3 separate regions of the Rattus norvegicus genome follow, and regions 2 and 3 are each linked to region 1. A link is a contact called in public Hi-C data. All regions are on one chromosome and are shown on one strand. Each heading gives the region's core, a stretch centred on a gene start, on an enhancer-like site or on the middle of the called end of the contact. The rest is flanking DNA. Distances are from core to core; before and after follow the strand shown.

Region 1 (4,392 bases), core at 1,377-3,876:
TGTCATATTGATTTGCCCACTGTTTCCTGTGTAGCCTGAGTGTATAGTAAATGGAATGACAGTCATCTTAGCCAGTGGTAAACTTCAGTCTGGAAGGAGGCAGGTATTTTTTCTAGTCAGTCAGCAGCACCTATGAGGCAGTGCCACCCTTTTCACTGGATGGTGAAAGGGTAACACAGTTATCATACTATTGTGAGGGGCACTGGGAGTTTTAGTGCAGGAAGTTTACTACTGTGTTTGAAACAACTTTTCATTGTATCTCCCCTACCTGGTGTGTGCTAAATGTGTTAATTATCCAAATGGCTTTTATTTTGGTTAAAAAACCCCCACATTCCAGGTAGGATTTTCAAAGAGACATTTGGGTGTATGACAAGCCTTTCTATTTCAGTGACTGCTTCAGTGGCATTAGCGTCAGTGTTATCCAGTGGTATCGCAGCTGTAATCCTGATGTGTTCTTTCACAGAGCATTTCAGAAAGGTTAGCTTGATGGTTTTAAAGTGTAGTTGATTTATATAGACTTTGGAGTGGTAGTAAAGGGTTACAATGGTTTCTTACCATATTCTTTATTTATGATGGTGTAATTTCATACATTTTCCCATTTATATTCCATTTATAGTCATGGGAAGTATGCCATTGAATAATGTCAGCTTGTACTGCAAGGATTTTTGTTTAAAAATTATGGAATTGGTCTCTGACTGCACATTCAATGTGTTTTCCAGTTTTTTTTTTTTGATATGTCTACCTAAGCTTGGTCTCTGCCAGTTATGTTGGCTTCAATGTATGCCCATCTCATTTAAGATGAAGTGAATGGCCAGTATTATGTATAGCAAAGCCAAGCTTCCTTTGAGTTAGGGCTCGGGGGCATTGTACAAGTCTAATGTTCTTCCATGAAGTTGGCCCACCCCACTGTGACTAAGAAATGAGATGATTTGAGGGCTATTACATACTTACGATTTTCATAGTGGATTAGAATAACATTACTTAGCACAGGTGTTTCTATAATTGGGATTCCCTGGGAAACTTCAGTACTATATTCAATAACACTCAGCTTTCCACATGAGTAAAGGCACCGTTGATTTGCTGGGCTGTAGCATGAATCAGGAGAGTGGTCTGGCTTAGAGGCTTGTTGCTACTCTTTTCAGAGAAAACATTTCCTTTTGGCCGTTAGCATAATATTGCTGTGGACCTATTTACAAATTTCCTTTTATTTATTTATTGCTGGCCAAATACTGGAGGCCGCAGCTGGTGTCAGCCAGACCTGGTTTAAGCTTTCATATAACTCAAAATAGGTCCCAAGTGTCCTTTTTCTTAAACAATTCTTCTTTTGTAAAGCATCATATTTAAATAACATTTATGTACCCAAGCAGCAGTGAAAAATCTCAGAGGTGTTCTCAGGGCAGCTCTCTGAGGAGGACCTTTGGGATGGCTTTGTAAGATGCCTCCAAGCCTTGAAGCCACTTGTCCAGGAATAACAAAGAGCGACTGCAGTAGGTTGGGGCAAGATTCAGCAAGAGGGCTGAATATCCACAGCAAATATATCTGCAGAGCAGTGAGTGAAAATGGGCTTCAGAAATGAAAGCAGGTGAAGCAATTAACAGCACACCATTGTTTTACCAAACCTATTCTTAAGGTGCCTGGAAGCCCTAAGTTTTCGGGAAATGGGACTCAGCTTTCACAGCAGACAACTATGCTGCCTCAACGTTCCGCCCCTGTTCTGGGTTCTCATCTTGAGACCTCTGCTTATGGCATCTCTAAGTACCTTTGTCTCCCGTTGAAGAGCAAAGCAAAGGAACCCAAGAGAGGCCGAGTCGGCCAGGAGCCATGTTCTCCGTCTTATAGGAGCTGAGGACGTGTCTTTCTCAAGCTAACTACCCATTCTCTGCCTGGGTAGTTAGTGATAAAAGTTCTATCTTGGATCTGTTCTCTAATCCCAGGTTTGTAGTCTAGTGAGAGAACGCAGCGCACCGGGTACTGGCACTAGCAGGTGTCTCTCTGCCATCTCCTGACTCGGGTTTCCCAGTAGTACGGCTTCCCGGACTCCTCTGCTCCAGGGGGACCTTCGTGGACTTTTTCTTTTTTTCTGTCCCAGAGGTTGTCCTGGCTGCCAGCTCCATCTGCTTGATGGATCTTGGTGGCTCTGAGCCCAGCGCACTCTTGCGCTCCACCTCAAGGTGGCGACCGAGGCACGTAAACAAAGACTGCACTGGCGGTTGGCACCCGTGGCCTCATCCACGAATCCCAGTTTCCCAGCTGCTCCTCAGAGAGCTGAATTGACTGTTAAGGGGGCCCTTGTAGACGGGTCGTTGGGCCGGAATGTCAGCCGTGCGTTCGTGCGTGACTGACTTAGTGACTCTGTGTGTGTGTGTGTGTGTGTGTGTGTGTGTGTGTGTGTGTGTGTACACGCTCGCGCGCGCGTCTGTGTATCCGCCGAAGCAGGCAGAAGCGCTTCTAGGATGGAAACTCTAGCCCCAACCCGTTTGGGACGCTGGAGGTTTCCTGGAATCACCTGAGCCTGCAGGCTCCCGCGACCCGGCTGGCCCGCTGGCCGGGGCTCCCGCCCACTATGTGTCCCGAGTACCCTGGGTCAGTGAGCAACTGGCGGGACTGCCACAAACAGCAGGTTTGCAGATCTCTGTTCAGTGACACCACGATTTATGAGTGGCTCTGGAAAATACAGCTCTTTGCTGCGCTGGAGTCCTCTAGGGTGCGCGCAGGCCGACCCTAGGGGTAGGGATAGTTGTGGGCGGGGAAGAGAGACAGTGAAAGAATAAGCATGCGACAGTCATACAGTCTTACCTCTGGGACGAAGGACACGGTTCCTAGAACTGCGATCTTCACGGCCAGTGTGCAGCCCAGCTGTTTCTCCCGTAGGCGCTTCCCGCCTAACACCGCCTTCTGACTAACTTGGATAGGGCTTGAGTTGCCCCCTCCTTTTTTCCTCCCCTTCTTTTCCTTTCCAGACATCGCTTTAACTCAACCCAGGGCATATCCAGAAGTCAGTTCCGTATAGCGCTTCCATTCAGTCCTGGGGGGGTGGGGGGAAATCCGGTATACAGTTTCTCGTAGGCAGATGGAAGATCTAGATGGTTACAGGACTTTGGAGGGGTGCGTAGGAATGGCACGGGGTGTTGGTGGCAGCGAAAGACGGTTTCTTTTGGGTCTTCGCACTGCCGCAGGTAAGGCTCTCAGATTACAGCTGCCCTCCTGTCGAGTCACAGTGGTGGGCAAGCGGAGGGCGCTCTGCTGTAGAGAGGGGAGTGGAGGAGGGTGGAGTGGGAGAAATGGGCTCTGGACAGGCTCCACCGGCACGCATTGTCTTGGTTGGTGTCTGTGCTTGGCGCTCAGCTGATGTCTTTGGGAGCTTTTGAACAAGGTAGACCCTCCAATACCCTCCCCCACTCTCTAGACTGTGTTTCAAAAGACGCGAATAGCTCTAAAATAAGTTTAAATTTTTTTGTCTGACTTTCCGTTCGAGATGTAAAAAGGATTAAATAAATGAAACTTTATTTGACTGTGGAGTTTATCCAGAGACTCAGCGACATCTCTGGTCTTTGGCCTTATTCTAATTCTATGGTAGTAATTACCCTTCGTTTCTTTAAGTGCGATAGATTTATTGCCTTAGAGACTATGCACAGTTTGATTGAATTATTCATTTTTTTCTTTGGTGTAGACTGCATCTGGGGACTCTGATGTGACGTGTAGATTTTTTTTCAGGAACAAAGGGAATGTGGAAATGAAAGAGAGAGGGAGAGAGAGGCTGGCAGATGTAATGAGACGCGGTGAAGGTGTACGCAGACGGGCACTCCCACGCCTCCTCCCTTCGGCTCTCACTGCAGCCCTGGGTAACTCGCAGGCTAACACAAACAGCTTTTCTCCCGCAGCCTGCCCTCTGTCACTGTAAGTACATCACCCTTCTCTTATCAGCATGCAGATTCCAGCCACGCACTCCCTCGCCTTGGCTTTGCACCTTTGACAGCAAAAGCACATTGGGAAATGAACTTTCCTAAGCTAGGAAAGGCATGTTTATAAAACTTACTTTTTATTTATCTTTATTGTTTTTTGAAAACAGAAGTTCATGTATTTTTACCACTTTCCTTACCTTCTTTGTGACGGTGCTCTGTTGCTCCTGTCACTGTGGCTGTGCTTTTCTCAACTGGATGTTGCTCAGATTCAAATGAAATTTAATGTTATTCTCCATCCGCTTAAAGTCCAGGCGCATGCCTTGTCCTTCTGCGAAATGACATCTTAAAGGACGAAGAATATTATTCACGGTTTGCTTTTGTTGCTGAAACAGGAGTTCTAACCTCTTTGAGGCACTGACTGTCCCAAGGGCACTGTTATTTGGGAGTTGATAAGATCTGCTTCTCCCAAACTTAAAGTGCCGCGGGCTGC
Region 2 (4,392 bases), core at 930-3,429, 760 kb after region 1:
CATAAAAACTTCCAGAAGGAAGAAGTTTCTGTTGAAGATTAGTGTCATTAGCTATCTCACAGAACACTGCTTAGGAACCCTGCCATGTATCAAAGTCACCTAGAGAATGCCTATGGTGGTGTGCCTGGGAAACATGCTAAATGGCACCCAGTGAAGTCATGTATTCATCTCTATCTAACTTTGTATATCTGGAATGTTGTCTTTTTGTCCCAGCGTAAGCCTCGTGGCTCAAGGAAGAAGCGTTCCTTAGCACCAGTTCTGGGAAATGGGCTGTAGGGCATCTTTCGATAATCCCTAGGGATGTGACATCTGTGATCTCTTAGCCCTAGGACATTCCATGCTTCTTTAATCAGCAGAACAGTGTGTCACCCACACAGAGCTTTAGTACGATGTACATGGGAAAGGTCCAGGTTGGTAATGTTCTTGCACTGCATGTCTGATCTCCTCTGCCCCTAGTCTCTGGATGCTTTCTCCTGCTTAACGTATCCTCCACAGAGTTTGAGTGACTGAGTCAACTGTCTCAGCTCTGGGGGTCCTATCTTTGAGTTGGCTTTCCTTTCTTTGCAGTCTGTGTAAGATACCCACACACATCTTTTACTTTCCAAAACATACCTACATTGGAATCCTGAAAGATTAGGGATCTCCCTCTGGGGAGGCTGAGGTGTATGTGGGGTTCTTCACTCCATTCCAGTGCCTAAGGAAGTGTTTGACATGAGGGAAGCCCTCAATAAATATTTATTAAATGATTAGATACAAATTAAGTGACTTCATAATTGCTCTCTCAGAATGAGAGAAGAGTGACACTCGGATAGGAAAGGAAGAATCTCATTTTTTCTTATATCGGGAAGTTGCTGATAGAAAGTATCTTAGTTGCTCTAGGCAGTTGTGGCTGCTGCCATGCACAGAGATTTTTCCCACAACTGATAAAGGAGACAGTTATCAATTAGAATTTGAGTTAGCTGATTTTAACATTCTCTGCTAATGCTAAGAATCAAATATTTAATTCTTACTTAATCAGTATACTTTATAACATAGAGTTTCCTACAAAATAAGGCCTTTTGCATTCAATGCTTTTGGATTTAAGAGCTGCATTTGAACAGTAATTAATTTACTAGCAATACATTAATAATAGCTACCGAACTCCTTAACAAAAATCAACTTGAATGTCCCAGTCAATGAACAATTGAACTGCATTAGTTTCCTATGGTGCTAGCTGCTATATTGTTTTTTTTCTTGTTTGTTTATATTTATTTTATTTTATATGTGTGAACAATTTGTCTGCATATATATATAGGTGTACCAAGTGCATTGCTACTGCCCCGAGAAGCCAGAAGAAGGCATCAAAATGCTAGCAACTGTAGTTATAGATGGCTGTGAGCCACCACGAGTGCCTGGAATTGAACCCAGATCCTCTGTAAGAGCAAAAGTGCTCTAAATCACTGAACTCCCTCTCCAACCCGAGATCATAGTTTCAAAGTTCCTGACATAATATCATCAGAAGTACTCAGAGTCAGATAATCATTAGGGTCACTCTGACCTGGTTATACCCAGAAGCTTGAAAAGATGAGACAGAAATGCAAACAAACACAGAACATTTGCACAAGACAACCAGAGGGAAACTGTCTCTGTGACTTTAAAATTCTGCTTTTATAGTATTTTCTTTAATTCTTTTTAAAGTGCCTGTCTTAATTGTAAATTTCAAAGATTAAAATAAGACTAGAATCATCAGATAATATGTTCTTGGGCTCTGCAAACATTAGCTCGATTATTTTTTTTTCCAGCTGAGGCTTGACGATTTTGTTAATGGACAACTGGCCTTGTTCATCTTTTCCAGCTACTTTGACGTGTCCTTCATAACAAGACAGAATTCTGAAGATCACACCAAACTCGAATGAATAATCCATCTGGTTATCAGTGACCCCACCAAAGTCTCTGAGATTTAAAAGTTAAGAAGTTCTGTCTTCCGCTGCCCTCATTTGGGGGTTGTGTCTTTTATTTAGAAGATGGAGTGAGATAGTAGTTGGCCCAGGTCAGTAACCTTTTCTCTTTGTCCTGAGATGAATGCCAAAAGCTATTACCAGGAAAAGAGGAAAAACAAGTTTCTATTTGGCTTTTCACTGCTCCAGCAGTAAACAGCAGTGCAGGCTCAGGGGCCCAGCGAGTGAACAGGGTTTAATTTAATCTCCTCTGGGTTGTCCTGGTAAACATCCTTTCAGCTGTCCCCAGCTAAGCCATTTTCTCCTTTGCTACGCTGATGCTTGGTTTTCAGCCAAGTGCCTGGTGCTGGGTTCTCAGCGGATCTAACTCCTGCCTCTGACCTCTCCTGCCTCCAAACTCCCAGCTCACTCATGCTTGAGATATCTGTACCCCGGATGGTCCTTGACTTGGCATGTAGTCTAATTTGATGGAACACAGAGACCTGCCACAGTGGAAAGATCGTGGCTTCAGGGAGGCAGAACAATCGAAGTTGGAGTCCCAGTCCCTTAGAGTATGCAATTGGGCTTTGGTTAGATACCTGATTTCATCTCCAAGAGTCCTCATTTCTTCTTCCAGTGAATTGGTGCAAATGTTAATCTGATGGCTGTTTCTGCCTTGGGGAAAGTACCACATGCCACATACCTGAGAACACAAGCCTGAGCTTCTTCTATTCCTCTGCCAGCTGGTGTTGCACATTGAAGAGTCAAAGCATTTGCAAACACCACTGATGAGCTAAACTGAGTCCCAAAGGTGCTAACTAGGATGGCAAGGAGCCCAGGGCCTGGGTGAAACAGTCTGGAGAAGGGAACATGTTAGTGTCAAGATGATCAGAAAGCCCAGACAATGGACTAAAACGACTTCAGGTTTGGGATGATCTCAAGTCTAGAAGGAGCCAGCTCATAGTGGTACTGGTTATAGCATCAGTATTTGTCAGATTCCTTCTGTGTGCCTGACTCTGCTTCTCAGCCAGGACAGATGACACCCTTCTCTAACATATAACCCAGTTGGAAAGACAGCCAGTGGGTAAGTAATTCTATGATTGCAAAAAAAAAAAAAAAAAAAAGCAGAGGGTCCAGGGCCCTGTGTGAACTAGGACCAGTGATAGGGATTGGTGGTAGTTGGTGTCAACATGACGCAGAGAGGCATGGAGTAAATTGGTTGAGTAGTTTGGATATTGTACAAAGTTTCAGTAAACAGGAAATGGGGGCATTGAAACCTGAATTACCTGATCTTTAAACCATAGAGAGTACATTTGCTTAGAAGTAAGATTTTTTTTTTTAACAGAGGCATCATATGTCCTGGTAATGACCATCCAAAGACTTCAGTGGTAGCCCATGGAAATAACTGGGCTAAGCATACTGCTTGTTGGCTTATATAATGTTTTATTTGCTTGTTTCTGTTTTCAGTTAGAATTAGTTCTCAGATTTTAAAGTTAAGGAGATTGAACACTAAAGAGACTGACAGACAGAAAGTCAGCTATTCAGCTATTCAGACAGACAGACAGACAGACACACACACACACACATGGGAGGGGGAAGGGAATTCAGAGAGTATGGATAAATGCATATGTATTCACTAGTTTTTGCCATGTGATATACTGTGACACCTTGGAACTCTGCCAAAATTCTATCAAATTTGGATTCACAAACCAAAGCAAACCTTTTTCTTTATAACTTGCTATTCCAGTATGATGTTATTATAATAGCAAAAGAAGACATAAGGACATGTCACAAAGGCAAGATGATTCAGGTTTTCCTGGCCTCGGAGTAGTTTAACTTTCTTTCTGGTTTCTCTTCACTTTCCAGGGGGTATTAGAATGAGCAGAAGTGTCACCTAACACCTGAGAAGGGTCCCTTTGGCTGTCTCATTGAGACAATCAGAAAAGGAAGAGAAGGAAAAAGAAGAGGAAGAGTGTGTGAGTCTGTCCATCCCTACGCACTCTGGAGCAGTTCGGTCTGGAATAGGGAAATCACTCCTTTACTCTGAATGTGTGAGTGTTCATGAATCCTAGAGTCTCCTTAGACTGGAGGTCCTGAACATACTCTATGACTTCTGCTACTACCCATTTCCAAAAGTGATCCAAGACTACCCTAAGAAAGCAAGATTTCATGCTATTCCTGTTCTTCGGGGTCTTGGGTGCTGGCTTCCCCTCCTATGAAAATGGCTCTGTCCTGGGTCCTTCCTATCTTTGTTTCAGTGGCCATCAGGTGAGGCCAAAAGTATTGGCTTTTGTGTCTTATATTTCTCACTGACTGCAGAAATGGAAGCTTCCTTACTCTTGTTTTCATTTTATATAGCCAGTGGAGTACCTTATAAAACCAGTGTTTCATTATCTGCTTCACAAGGAGAGAGAGAGAGAGAGAGAGAGAGAGAGAGAGGGGAGAGAGAGAGAGAGAGAGAGAGAGAGAGAGAGAG
Region 3 (4,392 bases), core at 499-2,998, 530 kb after region 1:
TTTGTAGTTTAGCCACTAAGTTTCTTGGTTTAGACAAAGGCTATAGATGAAGGAAATGAAGGGTATTTGTTATAGTGGACTTGCAGAGCCCAGGGATGAAAATGAGGACATGAAAATGTATCTATGGCCTTTCCTACATTGGCAAGTGAAGAATTAAATGCCTTAGGCAAATGACCACAGGCACCCCATCCTTCTCTTCTACACTGTTGATTCTTAGATTTCCGCCAATCTTTAGCTCAGAAGAGCCAATCATATATCCACCATATGTGCCTTCCTCAAGTCTCTTCCCCAGTATTGCTAGTCTGCCTTGCTAGGGCCTGCTTGCCCTTCAGCTCAGTGGTGAAGCACTTGTCTAGCCTGTGCAAGGCGCTCAGTCAGTTTCCAGCACTGCCAGAGTAAACAAACAAACACATCCAGCTGACAGTTTATAAAAGAGGCAGGGAAAAGCCATGCCCTGCAGGCCTGGCCGTCTATGTCTCAGACATGAGGAACATGTTGTTTCCCTCACGATGGAGGCTTTCTTAGACACAGAATATGTTTCCTACTAAGTTGACCACAGGACAGTTAGCTCCTTTTCCTCCCTTACTTCCTTTCTTTTGTTTTAAACAAGAAGAAATATCAAATTTTAATTTTAGTCAGTATGCTTGTAATGAAAGTAAGTTAGCATTCTGACCATAAGCAAGACAGAAGCTAGCAAAGGGCTCCCCTGATTGGACATAGCTAATTCCACAGTAATGAGCTGAATCTCTACCACAGCCATTTGGATTTGGTAAGATGAGAGCGGTGAACAAACTGAATGTGATTTTAAATTCCTCTTTCCTGATATTCCATGTTCCTCCGAGAATTCCTTTCTCATGTCCCCTCTCCCACCAAAATTTTGATCATCTATATTTTTACTTCTAGTGTGCTTGTTTTTATTATCCCTACTAACTACATAAGAGGCTATCACATGCATCAGATAACTGTTAAGTCCTACAAAGAGAAACAATCATTTTAGTGATGACGAAGCAATCTGAAATGCTGCGATTATGTACTGTTCTCTGGAGCCACCTACTGCAAGTGCTGCCCCCCCGTACTCAAAAGCAACCAATGAGAGCTCATTCTGCCTTCCCATGATTGTTTGTTTGTTTGTTTGTTATTTTGGTTTTTGGGTTTTTTTGACCAACACCATTGTTGAGTTAATTATGATCTGAGAATACCACACATTTCTCAGGGCTCTTGAAAAAGATGTTCAGAAAAAGTCATTGGCTAAGTTGGTTGGCTTTTCATTTTTAAATTGTATTGCTTTTTTTTTAGTTAAGCAGATTTTAAAACATTTTTCTTTGGGGAGTATCCTATAGTATTCATACTTTACTCATTTTCCAATTATTTCAAGTTTTGTCTATTATTACTAGAACTATGATGGTGTTCTTATATCCTTCTATTTTTACACAGACATTTTCATTTATTTTAGAGAGGCACTTGGAGTGAGACTGCTGTCTTATAGGCTAAACTGCCAGGAAATTATTCACTGTCCCACATTTCTGCTGGTTGGCCCATGCTTGCCAACAACATGGCAAGCATGTTGTTGTGCCCTTGAGACAAATGTGACCTGAGGTCTCAGTGTGGTTTTGATTTGCACTCTCCTTGTAATTAACTATGAGAGCGGCTTTCCTTGCCTCCATTGCTATCTCTTCTTTTACAACCCTCCCCCCCCCCCGTTTCCCCTTCTAAAAAGCACACGCTTACTTTTATCCATCTGTTTTTAAGGCATGAAAGGCTGATTTCTCCTCAGAGTCGGAGGGTTCGGGTGACAGAGAAAGCATGGCAGGAGAGGGTGAGGTGCTGGTCAGGGTGTCTGCTGTGAAGGAGAGAGCAAGATGAGTCTTATAGCTTTGTGGTTTCTATAGCTGTTATTTATCTATTCTAGATTGAAAGTCTTACCAAATACATGCACTGAATCTTTCCCCAGCCTGTTCTTACATTTGGGTATTTGTTTATTTTGTGTGCTCTGAGACAGTGTCTCAGTCTGTTGCCCAGGCTGACATGGAACTCAGTATGTAGCTTCTGCAGGCCTGGCATTCTTGATGATCCTCCTTGCACAGCCTCCTGTGAGTGCCAGGGTTATAGGCAGTCACCCATAGCTGGCCCGTTTTCAACAATGACTCCTGATGAACGGCCCCTTTATTTTGATGCAGTTGAATTTGTTATTTTTCTTATGAGCTGAGAGCAGTATACAGCATCTCAAGACTCTCAAAACTCTGAAGTCACTCTAAAGTGTTTGTTGCTCTTTATTTTGTATGGAGTGTTATAATGTTACTTTTGATTGCAAGTCATATCTCATCTTGAATTAATTGTTGAGTGTGGGATGAGAAGTCAAAGGTCACTCTTTTCAGTGTGTTTATTCCCTGGCTTAGTCCTACCTAGTTGGTGAAAGACCGTCGGGTCTTCTAATTTTGCTCAAGCCTGCATTGCTCCTTCTCTACTTTTTATATGGGCTTAGAAATCTCATGTCAATATCTACAAGAAACTCTTTGAGGAATAAATAAATTTGGGAAGTACTGATAAGTTAATAGTGTTGACTTTTTGCTTCATAAATGGTACATTTTGATTTACTTAGGGTTTCTAATAAGATAAGTGCGTGGCTTTCGGTGTAGATGTCTCAAACACTCTTTGGTTGAATTTAGTATTTTATTGTCTGATAATTGTTATTCATACAAAAGGTTATTTGTTTGTTTTTGAATCAGGGTCTCACTGTGTAGCTGTAGCTAGCCTGGAACTTACAATGTAGAGCAGGTTATTCTCGGGTTCTCAGAAGTCCACACACTTTCCTTTATCTCCTAAATTCTGGGACTAAAGGCATGTGCCACTAGACCTGGTCAAACCCTTTCCTAATGATTTTGATTGTTGACTGCCAATGCATAGATACGTTTAATTTCTGTGTTATTTAATATCACAATGCTGAGTTTTCACTTATTCTAGTCATTGATTTTGTAGATGCCTTGTATTTTTTCTTACACAAATGGTACTACCTGTGAACAGATAGTAGCATGTACGCTATCTGTGTGCTTCTGTTTCGTGTTGACTGATCACAGTGAAGAGTGACTGTTCAGTGTGACCCTAGCTGTAAAATTTCTAATGCACTGAACAGAACAAGAACACTCTCTGTTACTCTGCCTTCTTGAGTCCCTTTATCATGAAGGAATATTGTTTTTTATCAGTGCCAGTTTCTGATTCTGTATTGATCAAGGGCAGTATATTGTTTGAGTTTTAAGTTTTAAATTAATCTTACATTCCTGAGGTTTAAAACTCAACTCAAAGTGAATTGACTTGCTTATTGGCAAATGTCCTTCTTCCTTTGTTCTGTGTTTGCAGTCATTGTCATCATCATTGTCATCGTCATCATCATCATCTTACTTTATGAATCTATTTCACTAGAAAAAAATAGATTTCTTGGGGAGGTGTCTGACTTATGAATTAAAATTTCTTCCTCAGTTATCAGAGAATTCATGCTTTCTACTTAAGTACGTTTTAGTAGTTGTCTTTTAAGGAGTTTGCTCATTTCCTCTAAGTTGTTAGATTGATTAAAATCCAGTCATTGAGAATATCCCTTTGTTGTCTTTTTAATGTGAACAGGATCCACAGTGAAATCCCCCCATTCAATGTAAATATTGATGTTCTTGTTTTTTCTGTTTGTTGATTAGTCTGAAATAGGTATGCCAATTTTATTGATTTTTTTCAAATTACTAAGTCTTTGCTTTATAAAAAGTATCTTTACTGTAGTACTCTTCTATTTCATAAGTTTTCTTTCTGAAAATAAAAATCTCTGAACTAAAATTGAGTTATTTAACTCATTTTTCTCTAGCATGAGTCTGAATATGAATATAATCTGAATTTTAAAAACATCATCAAAATTTCCATTTTGTTCTTCATCTCTGTCTGCTTGTGTTGAGAGCCTTTCTCTGCAATGCTACTGGCTTGTTGGCTGTGCTTCTAGTTGGTATTTCTGAGGGTGTGTCAGAAACCTTGATTTTTCTGACAGTAAAAATGTTGCTGCTTTAGCAGCCTGGTTCGATTCACTCTCCTAGCATCCTGAGCTATCCCACTAATTCTATCCCACATCCATATCTTTATCATCCATATGTTGAAAGCCTGACAGAACTTCCCTTTTGCCGTGGAATTAACTCAGGCTTCAGGGCTGGAAGGCATAGTCTGAGTCTGTCCTCGGACACCATAAGCAGCATGGGTAGGCTTTCTGGTTACACTCCAGGCACTCCATCTGCAAACACCGAGAAGTATCTATCGCCTTGTGGGAAGTCTGCAACAACAGGATTTCATTACACAAACTTCCTTTTTCTAGGACAAAGTCTTCTACAGTGTCTGCTTGACTTTCATAACTCTGCACTGTCTTCA

What was found. A called contact is a pair of places that touch in the nucleus more often than the background predicts.
Region 2: a Hi-C map of liver shows a contact between it and region 1, with 4 times the contacts expected there. The contact joins two enhancer-like sites. A contact is called at or near these places in 2 of 12 Hi-C or Micro-C datasets (kidney and liver) and 1 of 1 datasets of contacts at active chromatin or transcription factors (oligodendrocytes).
Region 3: a contact with region 1 is called in a Hi-C map of Schwann cells, with 5 times the contacts expected there. The contact joins two enhancer-like sites. A contact is called at or near these places in 4 of 12 Hi-C or Micro-C datasets (the A7r5 cell line, Schwann cells, kidney and 1 more) and 1 of 1 datasets of contacts at active chromatin or transcription factors (oligodendrocytes).

Annotation. Positions count from the first base shown.
Region 1 is chr1:179,711,050-179,715,441 of GRCr8, reverse strand. It overlaps a transcript of Sox6 not described here. Among named protein-coding and RNA genes, the nearest start is that of Sox6, 48 kb to the right of the region's middle. Within about 2 kb of position 2,626, at least 17 of the 93 cell types and tissues checked have an H3K27ac peak or open chromatin away from gene starts, as enhancers often do. A contact at or near this core is called in liver, where this site is marked.
Region 2 is chr1:178,951,293-178,955,684 of GRCr8, reverse strand. No RefSeq gene overlaps it. Among named protein-coding and RNA genes, the nearest start is that of Trnav-aac35, 440 kb to the left of the region's middle. Within about 2 kb of position 2,179, at least 2 of the 93 cell types and tissues checked have an H3K27ac peak or open chromatin away from gene starts, as enhancers often do. A contact at or near this core is called in liver, where this site is marked.
Region 3 is chr1:179,181,652-179,186,043 of GRCr8, reverse strand. All of the region lies in intron 13 of Sox6 (SRY-box transcription factor 6), which reads left to right. Among named protein-coding and RNA genes, the nearest start is that of Trnav-aac35, 210 kb to the left of the region's middle. Within about 2 kb of position 1,748, at least 3 of the 93 cell types and tissues checked have an H3K27ac peak or open chromatin away from gene starts, as enhancers often do.